Linked DNA regions of Gossypium arboreum: region 2 is linked to region 1. Evidence: chromatin contacts called from public Hi-C data. All regions are on one chromosome and are shown on one strand. Each heading gives the region's core, a stretch centred on a gene start, on an enhancer-like site or on the middle of the called end of the contact. The rest is flanking DNA. Distances are from core to core; before and after follow the strand shown.

Region 1 (5,004 bases), core at 676-3,175:
ACAAATAATTATATTTATTTAATATAAAATAAATTGATGTATTTATTTCTTTAAATGTGTATAAAATTAAAGTTTCATGTATACATTTGAACCACAACCATAGTATTATATGTATAATTACACCAAATTAAAGTATATGTATCAAATTAGACATTAAATTAAAATTTATATATAATTTTGAGATTCATCATTATAGGAAATGAGTTACTAGAAATATTACGACTGGTCAAATTTTGCTCCCAATCACTAACGCTTTACACATTTAAAATTTGTTCCCTCTAGTAATTAGTTCCTTTACTATTTTGGTATGATAATTGAAGTCCATTGATAACACTGTCAAGATACTTTGTTGTGTGACTTATTTAAAATCCAAGAAAAAAAATGTTCACATTACCAATATTACATACGTGGAGGGCCTAATAAACAAATAAAAATGTTATGTAAGATTGTAAAGATTTTCAATTTTGAATCCGGGGTTATAAAATTCTTTGTTAGGATTATTTCATAGAAGTAAAGTGAATTAAAAAATGGCATTATCAATTAAATTTTAATTATTAAATCAAAAGAGTAGAGAGTCTAAATTTTTGAAATTTAAAGTAGAACAATTAAATTTAAAATGTGTAAAGAGTATAGGGACTAAAACCAGAATTAGACCATTAGGACTTGTACAGGTTGGCTTATTGGGAGGAGATAGAGTTGACTCCGTGGTTTCAATCTTTTTTTATTTTTTTCCCTTTTCTTCCGCTAATTAAATCATTAGTCAAATTAGTGCCCTTAATAATTAACCACTTAATCCAATTTCAATTTCAATTTCAATTTCATACACAATTTGTGTACTCTGGGCTTTGAAGTTTGAACATGTAAATTCAAACATTATAATTGAAACTAATATAAATATAAATATTTCAGACGTGAAAATTGAGCATTTGATCCAATTGCCAGACGTTCAAACTGTTTTTTATTATATTAATAGGTAGCCCACTTTATTAGATTATAAAACAGGATATTTTGACATTTTATATATTTCGTTCAAAAATGCCACCTTTAGATTGTTTACTTATTCTGAAAACACCAGGAAATTGTGGATAACTCCCAACATTGACTACAACTTTACAATTACCACACGTTTTGTTGCAGTGATATATAATTTACTAATAAATTATCGTACCAAGTGTGTTATTATTAGGATTTTATCTTTCTTTTTGTAAAAAAAAGTTAAAAAGGAATTTATATTTGATGAATCTATGTAGGTATCAGTTTGCAAAATAGGTACCCTAATGATACCCAAACAAGATTTATTACATTATATATTGCATACAATAATACCAAAGCGTCTTATATATATACAAGGACCGCCATTCATTCAATTTAGAACTTTGCTGGTTTAATTATGATTTAATTTATCAAATTTTGATAGTTTTTATAAAGTACGAGGATTATATTTGGATAAATTAAAATTCGTAAAACCCGATGCTAAACCTTATGCAAGTATGAAACTACGCGAAGTAGGTCGCAATATTATATTTTAGTGTCCTCCATTTTCTTGAATGATCTGAAAAGCATGGCTAATAAATAAATTTAGATGACGAGATTATTAAAAGGTTATTTTTTTAATATTTATTCAACAAGGCAAGTGTTTTACCTTTGAAAACATTTTTTTTAATGTTTATCTATAAGGACTCATTCCAAATCAAGTTCTAAGTTACAATAGTAAACGTGTGTATGTACTGGTTGACCCAAAAATATTTTGGTTGGCTACTTTGAGTGACCGGCAGTTGTAAAGTATGAGTTAAGAAATATGTCGATGAGTTGAAAAAACTGAACTAGTGAGCCCCGGCTGGCTGCTGCTGCAGTCTTCCCCTTTTTCCTGGCTTTGAATATTAACCATCATTCTCCTAAAATCAACTTGCCCTCGTCATCAAATAGTAAGTTAACCATGTTTATATTACATAAAATTCCTACATTGTTTTCTAAGTTCCGGAGTCTATATATAGGAGATATTTTAGTGCATCTATGTGAGGGAAAAGCAGGGGAAATTACTACATAATTGAGAGAGATCAAGGTGACAACTTATTTGGGACGATAAAAATGGGTGATAAGGAAATAGGCTCCTTCCCTGCAACACCAAGAACTGGTTCGGCAGCACCAACGCCGCCGATATCGGCTCCTCCTTCCCAACTTCATTCTCCCTCTCTTACTCGATCACCGCTTCTTTCCACGGATGATCACATACAACCTGCAAGCAAAACCCCAAAAAGTTCAACCCCAAGGATTAGAACCCCACGTTTTATTACTCCTTTGGGAAGTCCAATTAGAAGGGCTCTTAAGCTTACCAGGCTTGACCCTCATGATGCTTGGCTTCCCATCACTGAGTCAAGGAATGGAAATGCCTATTACGCTGCATTTCATACTCTTTGTTCAGGGATTGGTATTCAAGCCCTTGTGCTCCCTGTTGCTTTCACGTTCCTTGGGTGGTACGTAATCAAAGACACTTATAAATTTTCATGGTGCTTACAATATGCAACAGGTTGATGAAGTTAACAGGTTATACCAATGTTTGTTGTTTCCAGGTCTTGGGGAATCATAACCTTGACTGTGGCCTTCATATGGCAGCTTTACACCCTATACTTACTGGTCCACCTCCATGAATCTCCTGAAACTGGAATGCGTTACAGCAGATATCTTCAGCTTTGCAATGCGACTTTCGGTAAAGCCATAAACCCAACATTAATTCTTGATTTTCTAGCGAATTTTTGAAGTCGAAACTGATTGTTTAATGTTCATTCATGGTTAACAACTCAGGTGAGAAGTTAGCAAAATGGTTTGCATTGTTCCCCATCTTGTACCTATCAGCAGGAACATGCATCACCTTGATCATCATCGGTGCCCAATCTTGTAGGCTGTTTTTCAATACCGTATGCGGTGGAACATGCTCCGCTCAGCCACCTACCAACGCGGAGTGGTACTTAATATTCACTTCTGCTGCAGTGCTTCTGTCTCAGCTGCCTAATTTAAACTCGATCGCCGGTGTGTCGCTCGTCGGAGCCATCACAGCTATTGCTTATTGCACCCTAATTTGGGTGATTTCAGTGGTTGAGGGAAGAATGCCCGGAGTATCATACAATCCAGTGAAAGGAAGAACTGAAGTTATTAGAATTTTTGATATTCTTAATGCGCTTGGGATCATTGCTTTTGCTTTTAGAGGCCACAACCTGATACTTGAGATTCAGGTAAAATTTCCCATGCTCTACTAATATATGTTTCTTTATTTAGATTATATATTAAATTTTATGCTATCATAGAAAAAATTAAAAATTAAAAATTAAAAAATTAAAAATTAAAAATATTAAAATTAAAAGTAAAATCCAACGAAATATTTCATTTTTATCCCTTCTCAAATATTACAGATTCATTTTAAGTCACTGTAATTTCTTCTCAAATTTTTCATGTTCAACAAACAATTCTTGGCTTAGCCATTTATGACGTTTTTCATACAAAAAAAAAAAAACATCAACTTTGTCTCTTTGACAAATAAATAGAGAATTTTAAATAAAACAGTTAAAAAAGAACAAACTTGTTGACCACGTGCACACACATTTAAAAGAGATGTCAGCTTTGCTCAACGAAGCAGCTGACTGCGACAATTATTTTGAAAGTGTAAACAAATGATTTTACTTTGCAAGCTTAACTATGATTTTAAAGCCTTAATTTCTACAATACAAAACGTAACACCCTATGAAAACAAGAGCCTAAACATGTTGAATTTCCATATTCAACCAAGGGATTTGTCTCAATCCCATGAAACCGCGGGACTTTGATCCAAAAAGAAGTATGATATTACATTGGAACCACCAACTTGCAGGCAACCATGCCGTCGGACGAGAAACATCCCTCGCGTGTGCCAATGTGGAAGGGAGTCAAGATAGCTTACACACTTGTCGCAATGTGCTTATTCCCTCTTGCAATTGCTGGCTATTGGGCTTATGGTCAAATGGTAACTACTGCCTTTAATATCTTTCACACTTGAACACTTTCCTTTACTACAATTCAATGTTTTGCAAGATTAATGTTTATTTTGTTGTTGTCATTGACAGATACCAGTAGATGGGGGCATGCTAACAGCCTTATTTGCATTCCATGGTCAAGATACATCCCAATTCCTCCTAGGATTAACAAGTTTATGCGTCATAATTAGTTCCCTAAGCTCATTCCAGATCTACGGCATGCCAGCGTTTGACGACATGGAATCTCTATACGTCAAGAAGAAGAAGAAGCCGTCACCGTGGTGGCTGAGACTGATTTTCCGGGCATTGTTCGGCTATCTATGCTTCTTTGCGGCAGTGGCAATCCCCTTCTTAGCAAGCTTTGCTGGTCTTATTGGGGGGATAACATTGCCGGTCACCTTAGCTTACCCATGCTTCATGTGGGTTAAGGTAAAAAAACCCAAGGTGTATGGCCCAAATTGGTGGCTAAATTGGTCATTAGGACTCTTTGGGATGGCTCTAAGTGGGCTTTTAATAGCGGCTTCACTTTTTGTTATTATTGATAATGGTGTTGAATTTAGCTTCTTTAATCCTGCGTAAGAATGTCATTAGCATGAGGTGATTAGCTTCACACCCATTGTCCAATCACGTACTAGAGTTTTGATTAGATATATCTGTTTATACATTTTCAACATGTGGGATTTTTTTTAGAAAACAAAACAATAAGGACAATTGTAAGTTGTAATAAACTCTAATGAGCAGCCAAGTCTTTATTCTTACATCACCATTTGCTACTCTTTGCACATTTGTTACAGCCAAAGGCTTAATGTGTGAGCATGAAGAATTAATTAGAGATGTTTTTGGATAAAAAGGGAACTAAAACAGTAAAAAGTCCGGAAGAATCGTAGGAGTTGGAGACAATAATGGATGCTGAATCTGCTGCTTTTGTTTTCCAATAAAAGGAGAGGTGGGTTCTTTTGGAGTGGATGAAATATAAACTCTAATTATTATAACGTGTTAT
Region 2 (5,004 bases), core at 896-3,395, 160 kb before region 1:
AAGACAAAAAGTTACATTTTCATACATAAAACATAAATTTATGCATCATACAACCATTCAAAAGCATGGCACAAGTTATAAAATGCTCGAAAAACTCATCAGGCGTGCAAAAAGCAAAATCTGAGCTAATGCTATGGCCCACCGTGGCTTTGGGGCGAATTTGCGTACTTATATAGAAGGTTGCGGCATGGCCACTGAAGTTGCTACTGCCTTAGAAGGTGGCGGCCTTGCGCCATGGTTTGGCCACTGTAACTGAAAATCTTCTTTTCTTGGACGAATTTTTACAATTTTTCTGATTATCTAATGCCAGCTGAAAATACATAATAATGTTAAAAATTCATCAAATATCATATCAATCGTTATAAAATCAACCTAATATATAATATTATGCATAAGATCAAGATCAAGACCAAGATAAATATTCCCTAGTAAAAGTACAAAGAACCCTAAGCATATTTTTATTTCGATAATAAAATTACATTATTTGCAATTCGTAGGAAATTAAACAACATGATAGACAGAGACTTTAACCACACTTTGATACTAAATGTAAGATCCAAATAAAAATAATAATTATAAATTCCGAAACAATATAAAAGTTGAAAATCAAACACTAATATCTCAACAATATTTCCAAAATCAAAAGATCATATGCGGAGATGATAAAATAACAATGATTTAACGTCTAACCATAATACTTTGATGGAATTGGGACATACTTTATGAGTAAACTTTTGCTAGATGAAGAACCACAAGTCCAGTTTTCCAATCATCCCCCTGCTAGAATATGGCGTATTTTAATAGATGATGTTGAGTCGTGACCATTGTAGATGTGACTTCCTTCGTTTATAAAAAAAATTACTACCTTTAGTTTATTAGAGCGATAAAAGAGTATAATAGAGTAAATTAGTTGAATTCAAAATCGATGAGATTTTAATATTTTTAGTAAATGTTTATGTTTAAGTTTAAGCTTTATTATGTTTAGGTTTTAATATTATATATGTGAGAGTCATCTTATTACTTCATCTATTTATGTTTTGTATTTATTTAATTTTATTTTGTAACTATTCGAATATATATTTATATTTATAAACTTTGACAAATAATAACCATAAATATTAGAAAAACCCTAAAAATAAATTGCCATTTACATGAACTTGTTAACCTAATCTTTGGTTTTGTTTAAGCAAGTTGGATGTGGCAGATCTCGTAAAGAAAGGATTAAAAGAAATGTCATATTTTAGAGAGAAAGAGACGAATTAATAAAATATTTACAAGAGAGTATGCAGAGACAAAAGACTTGATCATGTGGATTATCTAAGTTTGGTTTGCTAATAAATGCAGGACACCAGAACCTATTTAAAATTGCACATAGTTTAATACTGCAGGCAGAAGCCGCCTCTGGGTGCTTGGATGCTAATAATGCTAAAATCTCCTTGAGGACTCTCCTGTTTTGGTGCGTGGAAAATACGCGTTAACGGTAACACCCATGAAGCTGCCTTCCTCTACGCTAATTCGGCTTACGTAGGGTAAGCATGTCTCGTAATCTTGTTCAACTGTATTGAAGTTTCAGGGCAATTATAATTTCATGGGAGTTAATGTTTTTATTTGATGTGGATCACTTCTACGCACATGTATTCATGCAAACTTCATTCATTTTCGACCAAGAAAATTTGGTAAAAACAAAAAGGAAATTAAAAATATATACATACCATACCAATGCGAGCTATTATTGTGTCTGAAAAACTCTTACCCTGTACAATTCTTTTTAATAAAGTTATCGTGGGATATATACGGAAAACATTGCTCTTCTCCCTTTTCCTTTACCTATGCTCTATTTTTATCAAGCTTAAATAAATAATGACCATAGCTTGTAAAGCATAGATGAAACATAATCAATGCACAAAACCGTTGTTGGTTTCTCACCTACACGAGCGAGAGTAAATTTAATGTTGGCCCCTTATAAGACTTCATGTGCAAGAATTTAAAAGAAAAGAAAAAAGAATTCATGTACGAGAAGTTAAAATGATTGAATAGCCGCCCACGTACCAGTCCTTAGTTTCGTTTTCAGATAATGTAGGTAAGATGCTCTACCACCTTAAATTGACAAGTCAAGCACATGATGAGATCAAAATCTCAGTTCATTAGGTGTAGAGTAAGTCTGGAGTTCGGATCCCTATATTTGCTACCTTTCTTCTTATCCAGCCGATCTAAACTAACAGTAAAAAAATATTAACCTATGGTTCACCATCAATCCCACTCTATATAAATGTGCATCCTTCCATTCGTGCTTCATCCCACATCGACAAAATCAAATAAAAAATGAGCTTTCTTCGGCTCTTGTCAGTTTTCCTTTTGTTCTTATCCTATGTAGTCATAGGATCAGCTGAGCAGTGTGGAAGGCAAGCAGGCGGTGCTCTTTGCCCCGGTGGTCTATGTTGTAGCCAATTTGGTTGGTGTGGCAGTACTGTTAACTACTGCACAGTTCCGGGTTGCCAAAGTCAGTGCAGCGGTAGTGGCCCTGCCCCTGGGCCTGGTGGGCTAACCAATCTTATATCAAGAGAGACGTTTGATCGGATGCTTTTGCATAGGGACGATGGGGGTTGTCCTGCCCGTGGCTTCTATACCTATGATGCTTTCATTGCTGCTGCACGTTCTTTTCCTGCCTTCGCTACAACTGGTGACCAAGCTACTCGGAAGAGGGAAATAGCTGCCTTCTTAGCCCAAACTTCCCATGAAACTACTGGTTAGTCCATTTGGAAACTAGATACACAATGTTCATCATCTTTTCAACATGACTTTTGCAGACAATCTCAGAAAACATTATCGATTTAACAAATTAAATTTGATGATTGATGCATTGCTGCAGGTGGGGCAGGGTGGGCTGCACCGGATGGTCATTATGCATGGGGATACTGTTACAATAGGGAATTGAACCCTTCCCCTTACTGCGCTTGGAGTCCGAACTACCCTTGTGCTCCTGGTAAACAATATTTTGGCCGGGGTCCCATGCAACTTACTTGGTAACTGCATCCTCTTTCACCATTCGCTTCTTCTCTTGAAATGCTATATTTATGGTAAGATGTTGACATTGTCATAACTAATCAACTTTGGTGCTTCAGGAACTACAACTACGGGCAATGTGGACGGTCCATAGGGGTGGACTTGTTAAACAACCCAGACCTGCTATCAAGTGATCCCACAATTTCCTTCAAGTCTGCGTTTTGGTTTTGGATGACTCCGCAATCACCGAAGCCATCTTGCCACGATGTGGTCGTTGGAGCATGGTCACCCTCTGGTAGTGATCAGGCAGAGGGACGGGTTCCAGGGTATGGTGTGATCACAAATATTATCAACGGAGGCCTTGAATGCGGTAAGGGTTGGGATGCAAAGGTAGAAGACCGCATTGGGTTCTATAAGAGGTACTGTGAAATGCTAGGAGTTGGCTATGGTAACAATCTTGACTGCTACAACCAAAGGCCTTTCGGGAATGGAGTCTTAGTGGACTCAATGTAGCTTTTTGTCTCTAATGAAATCAGTAAACGTTCAAATAAAGATGTTTGACCTTCTTCTGTATGCATCACAACAGTGAACTGATCCAGCTTTGTTGGGTTTGCTATGACACTGTTCCTTTATTTTGTCTTTGATGATTTGTGAGAGAATAATAAAATAGGTGCTTTCTTTTCCTTTTTCCGTTTTCCTTCTAATATATTTCACCATGCATGTTTAAATTCCTGAGACAGCATTCTACAACATCAAACTCTGTGATTATGTTATATGATACCAGGAAAGGGTTCCAATGCTTGAAGCTGTAAAAACGTTGGCTTATCTTCTTAGGCTAGTCTGTTAAAACTCCGGGAGCTAATTAATACTAACATATAGCACTAAATAACTAAAGCTTATAAACAATATCGAAATCTAGATTAAACATTGCATTGTAAGCTTCTAACCTAAGATCCAATTAAGTCAAGAACCAAGTTATTTGATTTGAGTTAACTAATTTATTTTAATAATAATTAAATCATACTACAAAATTAAAGGTTTCACGCACATTATAACACTAGAAAGTGTATTGCCTTCATTATTAAGGGATTGTGTAATAAACGAGAAAAGATCAAGAAAATAAAATCAATATTTTACTGTGTTCTTCTTTATCACATCCAAAAATCTTATATATTTTCCTTAAAATAAAGATCTTATGTATTATTATTATTTATGCCATATTAGGTATTGGTTTGCATAATCTAAAGAGTTAGAACTTTTAACATGTGGCATTAAGTTTGGACTAAAGAATATATGATTTTTGTATGATTTATTATGATAATTGGCTATTTTTCTCTTTTATTTATTTATTTATCACATAATGTTTTCGAGAAGATAATTGTTTGATGGAATTTATTGACTTTGGTTGTTCAAGCTTTCACTAAATTGAACCAATTAACTCATCTGTCCTTTGCTTTTTTAATAGTTGCCACTTTAATTGCAAACTCCTCGGGCGATGAACGAGCCTCTTTGAAACTAGGATCTCCTGGAAACATTCTTTGCCAGGAGCAGAATTATATCACACAAATTCTAGCATAAAATTCAGAAATTGATTCGCTTTTACAAATATTCTTAAAATTTCAAACCAAATAATCAACATTTGAACTTTAGACATTTTAACTCTAGATGTTTCTTTATGGATAGTTTCCAAAATATTCCAAGCTTCTCATGTTGAGACATATTTAGAACTTCTTCTAAACACTATGAAATCTACACCATTAAATATAGAATACAAGGCTTTGGTGATACGTTCATGCCCCGGAGTGCACCTAGCTCGAGCATGGATCCATTGGAGCTGCCCCAAGGCTCTATCACAAGAGCTTGAGCCAAGCTATTTAAGGAGGCCATTTCGGCCTTAGTCAACCAAGTATGGGTGAAACGTTGGCCGTGTAACACCCCACACCCGTACCCTACGCCGGGACGGAATACGAGGCATTACCTACCTTGAACCCATGCATTTTT

What was found. Hi-C and Micro-C count contacts between places; a contact is called where the count stands out from the background.
Region 2: a contact with region 1 is called in a Hi-C map of leaf, with 2.1 times the contacts expected there. The contact joins the promoter of LOC128283919 here to the promoter of LOC108464414 in region 1. A contact is called at or near these places in 2 of 5 Hi-C or Micro-C datasets (both in leaf).

What each region holds. Positions count from the first base shown.
Region 1 is chr2:103,758,011-103,763,014 of ASM2569848v2, reverse strand. LOC108464414 (lysine histidine transporter-like 8) reads left to right here and starts at 1,925. Exons shown (of 5, transcript XM_017764709.2): 1 at 1,925-2,474; 2 at 2,571-2,707; 3 at 2,803-3,230; 4 at 3,863-3,994; 5 at 4,095-4,762. The coding sequence starts at 2,089. The coding sequence ends at 4,583.
Region 2 is chr2:103,918,979-103,923,982 of ASM2569848v2, reverse strand. It overlaps LOC128283919 (endochitinase 1-like), which reads left to right and starts at 2,145. Exons shown (of 3, transcript XM_053021332.1): 1 at 2,145-2,746; 2 at 2,870-3,023; 3 at 3,123-3,687. The coding sequence starts at 2,323. The coding sequence ends at 3,516.